Linked DNA regions of Ovis aries: region 1 is linked to region 2. A link is a contact called in public Hi-C data. All regions are on one chromosome and are shown on one strand. Each heading gives the region's core, a stretch centred on a gene start, on an enhancer-like site or on the middle of the called end of the contact. The rest is flanking DNA. Distances are from core to core; before and after follow the strand shown.

Evidence for each region. A called contact is a pair of places that touch in the nucleus more often than the background predicts.
Region 1: a contact with region 2 is called in a Hi-C map of hypothalamus, with 2.4 times the contacts expected there. The contact joins the promoter of CNKSR3 here to the enhancer-like site in region 2. A contact is called at or near these places in 2 of 16 Hi-C or Micro-C datasets (hypothalamus and tail adipose tissue).

What each region holds. Positions count from the first base shown.
Region 1 is chr8:78,959,845-78,963,196 of ARS-UI_Ramb_v3.0, forward strand. CNKSR3 (CNKSR family member 3) reads right to left here and starts at 1,666. Exons shown (of 15, transcript XM_060419846.1): 1 at 1-1,666.
Region 2 is chr8:78,879,296-78,882,820 of ARS-UI_Ramb_v3.0, forward strand. It overlaps CNKSR3 (CNKSR family member 3), which reads right to left. Exons shown (of 15, transcript XM_060419846.1): 7 at 1,202-1,243. Among named protein-coding and RNA genes, the nearest start is that of IPCEF1, 76 kb to the left of the region's middle. Within about 2 kb of position 1,971, at least 15 of the 54 cell types and tissues checked have an H3K27ac peak or open chromatin away from gene starts, as enhancers often do. A contact at or near this core is called in hypothalamus, where this site is marked.

The DNA.
Region 1 (3,352 bases), core at 416-2,915, 80 kb after region 2:
AGCTCCTCCTCCTCGTCCCCCGCGGCCGCCGCCGCCGCCGGGACTCCAGACACAGCTGCCGCTCCTAGGCTACGGGCGCTGCGGGAACGCGGGGCAGGGAGTCCAGATTCCCCGGGCCTCAGTTCCGAGCGCGGGACCTTTCCGCCGCCCCTCTGCGCCGCCGGGCCGGGACCGCTGCCTCCGGTTCTCGGGCCGCGCGCTCGGCTCCCAGTCCAGCTCCTCCTCTGGGCGGCTGAGCTCTGCGGGGTCCCCGATCCTCGTGCGCCGGCGTCCCGAGCCTTCCCGCCCGCAGGTCCCACCTCCTGCTCCTCCCGGGAGCGCCGCACCGGGGCGGGGAGGAGCGCAGAGCCCGCGCGCTCGGGTTACAAAGTTCCAGCTCCCGGTGGCGCGCGCGGAATAAAAGAGGGGGCGGGGCCGGACACCCGGCGAAACTCGTGGGAGGGGGCGGGGCCGCCCGGGTCGGCCGACTCCGGTTACTTTCGCCCTGGAAACCTGCTTTCGCTCACCCGGAGTGGTCCCAGCCGACTTTCCTTTTCAGGGGGCGCACTGTAGATGCGCGTGCATCCTGGAGAGCCCGTTGGGCTTGGGGGAGGCCAAGGTCCTATTTAGTACCGGTTCAGTTTGTCTGGCTGTGAGCAGCAAGACAATGAAAAATAATAAAGTCAAAAACTAAATTTCAGATCTCCGTGTTTAAGTGCTTTGCGTCAATATTGCTCTGTGATCCAGACCTCCTCCTTTTACATTTCTTTAGGGAAAATTGTTTTATTTATATCTTGGATGACATTGTGGCAATTTAAGCCACTGCTCTTCTGTAAATTTATTGAAGTATGGTTGATCTACCATGTGTTAATTTCTGCTGTGTGGTGCCATGGTAAAGAACGTGCCTACCAATACAGGAGACACAGGAGACTCTGGTTCGATTCCTGGGTAGGGAAGATTCTCTGGAGGAGTAAATGGCAACCCACTCCAGTATTCTTGCCTGAAAAATTCCATGGACAGAGGAGCCTCGCTGGGTACAGTCCATGGGGTTGCAAAGAGTCGGACATTACTGAGCAGGCACATGGACGCAGTTTCTACTGTACACCGAAGTGATTCAGTTATGAATGTGCGTACATCCTTTTTCATATTCTTTTCCACTATAGTTAATCCCAGGACGTTGAATATAGTTCCCTGTGCTGTGCAGTAGACTCTCGCTTACCCATTCTATGTATAAGAGTTTGCATCTGCTAATCCCAAACTCCCGATCTATCCCTCTTCCACCTCCTCACACCTGGGCAACCACAAGTCTATGTCTGTAACTCACTTCTCTTTTAACGCTGTGGCAATATGTCCACTTCGCAACGAAAATGAATCATAAAAAACTGGTAGCGTTTAGCGTTCTATATTACTGTATTGTAATACTCATCTTTGCGAAGAGAGCTAATGCTCATTTGAATTAGTCATCAATCGTGAAGGGAAAGTTGTTAGCCAGCTCTTTAAAAAAAAAAAAAAAAAAGCCTGTGCACAGTTTCGGCGACTGACAGAGGGCCCTTTTACTTTCATGGACTCCGTCTGAGGCCAGAGTTAACCCGGAACTGGGAGGAAGTCCTAAATTCGAATGTCTGCCTCTCCTCCCTCAAGCCTCACTGCACCGCCGCCCCACCCCAGTCCCTGTGCTCTCCGCCTCCCACTCACAGAGATTCTGTGGCACTTAGTGATTCTTACCTTCAACTGCATTATTCATTTACGTCTTCCGGTTGGAGACTGGTAACTTCGCGGGGCGGGGCGGGGGCGGGCAGAACTTACCTGATATTACATAGTGCTTTTCTCCTCTCCCTCTTCCTATCACTTGGCTGGTGGCACCTAGCAGGAGTCAAAGGTGTGGCTGGTGTTTATCCATTCGCTTAATATGTATCTGTGGATGCCTCCTGAGTGCCAACCAGCCACTGCATTCATGAACTATCTGTTGAATTGGTGATATGGGTGGCTCAGACTGTAAAGCGTCTGCCTGCAATGCGGGAGACTCGGGTTCGATTCCTGGGTCGGGAAGGTCCCCTGGGGAAGGAAATGGCAATCCACTCCAGCACTCTTGCCTGGAAAATCCCATGGATGGAGGAGCCTGATAGGCTACAGTCCATGGGGTCGCAAAGAGTCGGACACGACTGAGCGACTTCACTTTCACTATTTATAGAGGTCTGCTTGAATGCACATGTTGGAAGGATGGCGGACAGAAGGCCTACGCTTCTGTTGTATGGTATGATGAGCTGGAGTGCCCAAGAAGAATAAATATATTTGGAAAAGTGAAACATCAGACCCACCTTCCATGCAACTTACCAATAGGACAGAGAAGCCATAACAACACCAATATGCAGTCATCAAATATAGCAAATTTTGTTGTTGTTGTTTGAGCAAGAGTTACCGGTAGACCAGGAAACTTGGTAAAGGCAATGACAAAATTCCAGATGGAGTAGTTGTCTTTCAAAAAAAAAAAAAAAAAGCCTTTTTAAAATTAATGACATCAATTGTTAACCATCTTTTCTTTATGGCAACAGATAGGGAGGCTCTCAACGTTTGTCACTGAATTCACTGGAAAATGTAACCAATCTTATTCACAGCTTTATTTACAGTAATCACTGAATTTTGTGACTTCTTTTAGTCATGATTAGCATGACCACACAATTTATCTCCAAGCCAAGATATTCCTGAATCTGAAAGGGGCTTTATCAGTACTTAAGATGGAATAACATGAATTAACTGAGCCATATGGTCCCTGTAATTATGAAGAAAACGTCAAATGATTTTACCATAGTGTTCTACTTGATGTTTTCACAGTGTTTTCAAACTCATTTGCATTTATCACTACCAGAAAGTTAAAAGATAAAATTCTGAGAGTCAAACAAGAGTTTGCAAAATTTCATCCCACTGAGAGTTAAAATTTCATCCCACTGAGAGTTAAAAGTTAAAATTCTGAGAGTCAAACAAGAGTTTGCAGAATTTCATCCCATACATTATCTGTGTGTTGATGATAAATACATCATCGCTAAAAAGGAAGGCCATGTGAAGATCTCTAACCCGGAAGACCAATTAACTACCTAAATGAATTAGCATTCTGTTTACACTTCAAGTCCTGAAGGCTAATTACTATTTAAATAAGACCTTCTTTCTTAATTACAGCTGTTTGCATGTGAAAGTTTGAGGGAGGCCTGCCTTCCTATCTGAAATACAGACTTGAAGATGTCCAGTCACTAATGGCAGATAATAAAGGCAGAATCTTAGGTAAATAACTTTGGAAATTAAAGTGGATACAAAATGATCATTGATAAATGTGCCAGTTTTTCTTCTCTGCCTCCTATAATCTTCACCATTCTGTTAC
Region 2 (3,525 bases), core at 721-3,220:
GTCTTTGTTGCTGCATGAGCTGGACCTTTCTCTAGTTGCAGTGAGAGGGGGCTGCTCTCCAGTTGCATTGCGAAGGCTTCTGACTGTGGTGATTTCTCTTGTTGCAGAGCATGGGCTCTGGGGTATGCAGGCTTCAGTACTTGCAGCACATGGGCTCAGCTGTTTCAGTGTCTGGACTCTAGAGCACAGGCTCAGTAGTGTGGTGTGTGGGCTTACTTGCTCCATGGCATGTGGGATCTTCTCGGATAAGTGATAGATCCCAAGTCCCCTGTGTTGGCAAGCAGATTCTTATCCACTGCACCACCAGGGAAGCCCATGGATCACACTTTTCACGTCATATCTAAAAACTCATCGTCAAACCCAAGGTCAGTAAGATTTTCTCCTGTTATTTCGAGGCATTTTATAGTTTTGCATTTTACCTTTAGGTCTGTGAGCTTTACCGTGACGACTCACATTCTCTGAACACCAGACACTGACCAGATAAAATTACTGTAGAGACATGAGGATCCCTACTAAGTGGTCTCCATGTAGAAACCATAGTGGCTACATGTGGTTATTTCTCCCAATCTCAGATTAATCTAACCTTTCAAAATTAAACAACCAAAGAAATCAGGATTTTCTAAAGAGTGGTTTTTTTCTTCTAAGGGGGAAGAATCCAAGAAGCGACACTTTTTGCATGCCTCCAGTGTGTTTAACCTCCCTATTTATGGAAAATATATTTATAGCGGTTTCATTGCTAAATTCCTCAACATCAGTAGGAGGAAGGCCTTATCAAAAGAGCACAGGCTGGCTTATGTCAAAAGGAGGAAGTGATGATGAATAGTTACAAAATGCTTTTTAAATGGTCACAGTACATCCCCTTCCATCATAAGATTTTTGCCAAGATTTTTTTTTAATTAAAAAAAAGTGAAATTTGCACATTAGTTTAACCCTGAGAGCTGAGAGTTAGCTATCTAATTATAACTTGAAGAAGTGTTGGGGGAGCAAAGCAGAGACCCCAATATACCCAATATAGTTGATCTTGTTGTTAAATAACTTGTATTCTTGCCTTTCTACCTAAATTAAGAGATTCACATCCCAAAAGTCAGTATTTCAAAGCATATCCTGAAATACCTAGCCACAACACATATACTTTAATGAATGTGATTCCCACTGTTTTGGGAAAAAGAATTTTACAGTAACTTTTAGAAGGTGTACTTACTACAGCCAAAACTTTATCCTCCATTTCTGCTACAAGGCAATCCTAAAGGAAGAAAGAATAAAATTAAAGCTATAAGAGATAAAAAAAACTTTCAGATACAATTGGTTTAGCTGGCTAGCTATTTCCTGGGACCCAAGGAGGTCCCTGACACACACACCCCCGACCCTGCAGCCTGCAGTCCTGAACTTCAGGAAAGAGAAGACTTCGAAACGAGGGCCGACATTAGATTCCTCCTAAGACTCTACTGTCTCCAGATCCAGGATGCTAATCATCCAAGGAACCCATCTGACCAACTATTTAATCAGAAATCCTATAGAAATCACCTGAACTAAACTCTACCCACTGTCCAGACTGTACAGAGAGTAGGAAGCCAGAAATCAGAGTCCAGGAACGTTGATAATGGTTCTCAAACCTGACCCTAGGCTGAGTTAGCACTGGGCCAACAAGCCGGGAGTCTTTAGCTCCGGGCCTGCCCATAAGAATAGCTTTCAAATAAGGGTTTGAGTAAACTTAGCCACAAAGTTTATTTTAAGCACCACTGAGATTAAATCAGATATTTTAGTCCTTAACGGATGAAAGGGGTTCAACAAAACGTTCATTAACACGCTGCCAAAAAAGTGGTCTTGAAGTATGCTATTGATGACATTAAATAATGGGCCGGAATGCAAAGCATTGTTTACTCAGCTCAAGAACAAAAGACTCAGAACCCTATGAACCCAGTTAGCTGATTATAGGAATCACCATTGTCCCGACTGAAAGCAGCCAAAGTGAAACTGACAATGTGAAACTCTCAGCTAACCTTCTAGAACAGTATCTACAGCAGAAGAGTTCAAGCTGCACAGCACTGTGCATGCCGGAGAAGAGGGAGACCAGCGAGATTCCTGAGAGTCTACCTGGCACCACTGCCTGCCAGTGCTGGAGACGTGAGAGATGGCGGTTCGCTCCCTAAGTCCAGACGATCTCCTGGAGAAGGAAATGGCAACCCACTCCAGTATTCTTGCCCCATGGACAGAGGAGCCTGGCAGGTTACAGTCCATGGAGTTGCAAAGAGTCAGACACGACTGAAGCAGTTCAGCATCCAGCATGCACTAAGTATAATCCCATACTGGGGCACCCTAAGGAAAATTCAAAGTATTTCATGTACAGGAAGAACAATCATCAACTCTGTTGGAATGATCAAAGATTTTTGCTTCAGTCAAAATGTCATTTTAGGTCATTTTTTTCTGCCACTGGGAATAGGGGTTAAAATGTATGGCATTCTACCCTATGATTTTATAATCAGATTTCAGTGCTTTCTGAAAAAATTTTTAAATTTTCTCTACTAGGTAAAAATGTGGGAAATAATGGTCACTCTACTGCTCCCAAAATTTACGCTGACTCTCAGGCAAAGAGCAGCCTGGTGAGAAAATACTTAAAAAAAGAAATTTAGGAGTATATTTTTGCACATGTGAGTCTAATGTAAATTCAAACTCCAGGAGCAACTTCTGTAAAATATGAGTGATGACAGTCCAAAAATGTGCTTTTCATCCTCCATCTTGTACATGAAACTGAACCATTAAATACCATGATGACCCCTCCCCTAATTCAAACCAGCTGAAGGACAGAAATATTAAGTAAATGGCAACTTGAGCAAAACAGAATATTTATAAGGTCTTGTTCCAGAAATAAAACTAATGGTTTGTGTCTATGATTTTTCATTTTGTATATGTGTGTGTGCAGTCGTGTCTGACTCTTTGCGCCTCTGCTGACTGTAGCCCACCAGGCTCCTCTGTCCCTGGGATTCTCCAGGCAAGAACACTGGAGTGGGTTGCCGTGCCCACCTTGAGGGGATCTTCCCGACCCAGGGATCAAACCCACAGGTCTTACATCTCCTGCGTTGGCAGGTGGGTTCTTTACCACTAGCACCACCTGGGTAGCCCAGCACTACAAATCCCCAAATAACAGGAGGACTGTCATCCTGGTGAGGCAGAGAGCTCCTCTCCATACACCGGGGCCCAGACGTCAAGGTGCATGTGTGACCTTGTGGTTCCTCACATTTGATTCTTTGATGGATCCAAGGAGCCACTAAGAAAGAAAACGGGCTTCTGTGGTGATGGAGCCAAGTTGGGTGAGGGGTGCTCCTGCCTCCCCAAACCATCCAAGGCAGCGTGTGAAAGGGCACGCTTTTTACCTTCCGCCCTCGTGGACGTGGGTTCCCACACCCATTCCTACCGGGAGGAAGCAGCTGCAGGCCTGACTTCATGCTGTTTGGCATGAAGGCAATGGAATGGAAAAAAGAAGCATTGGAACCAAGTCAGGCCCTCGGGACTCCGACAGCAGGGCTG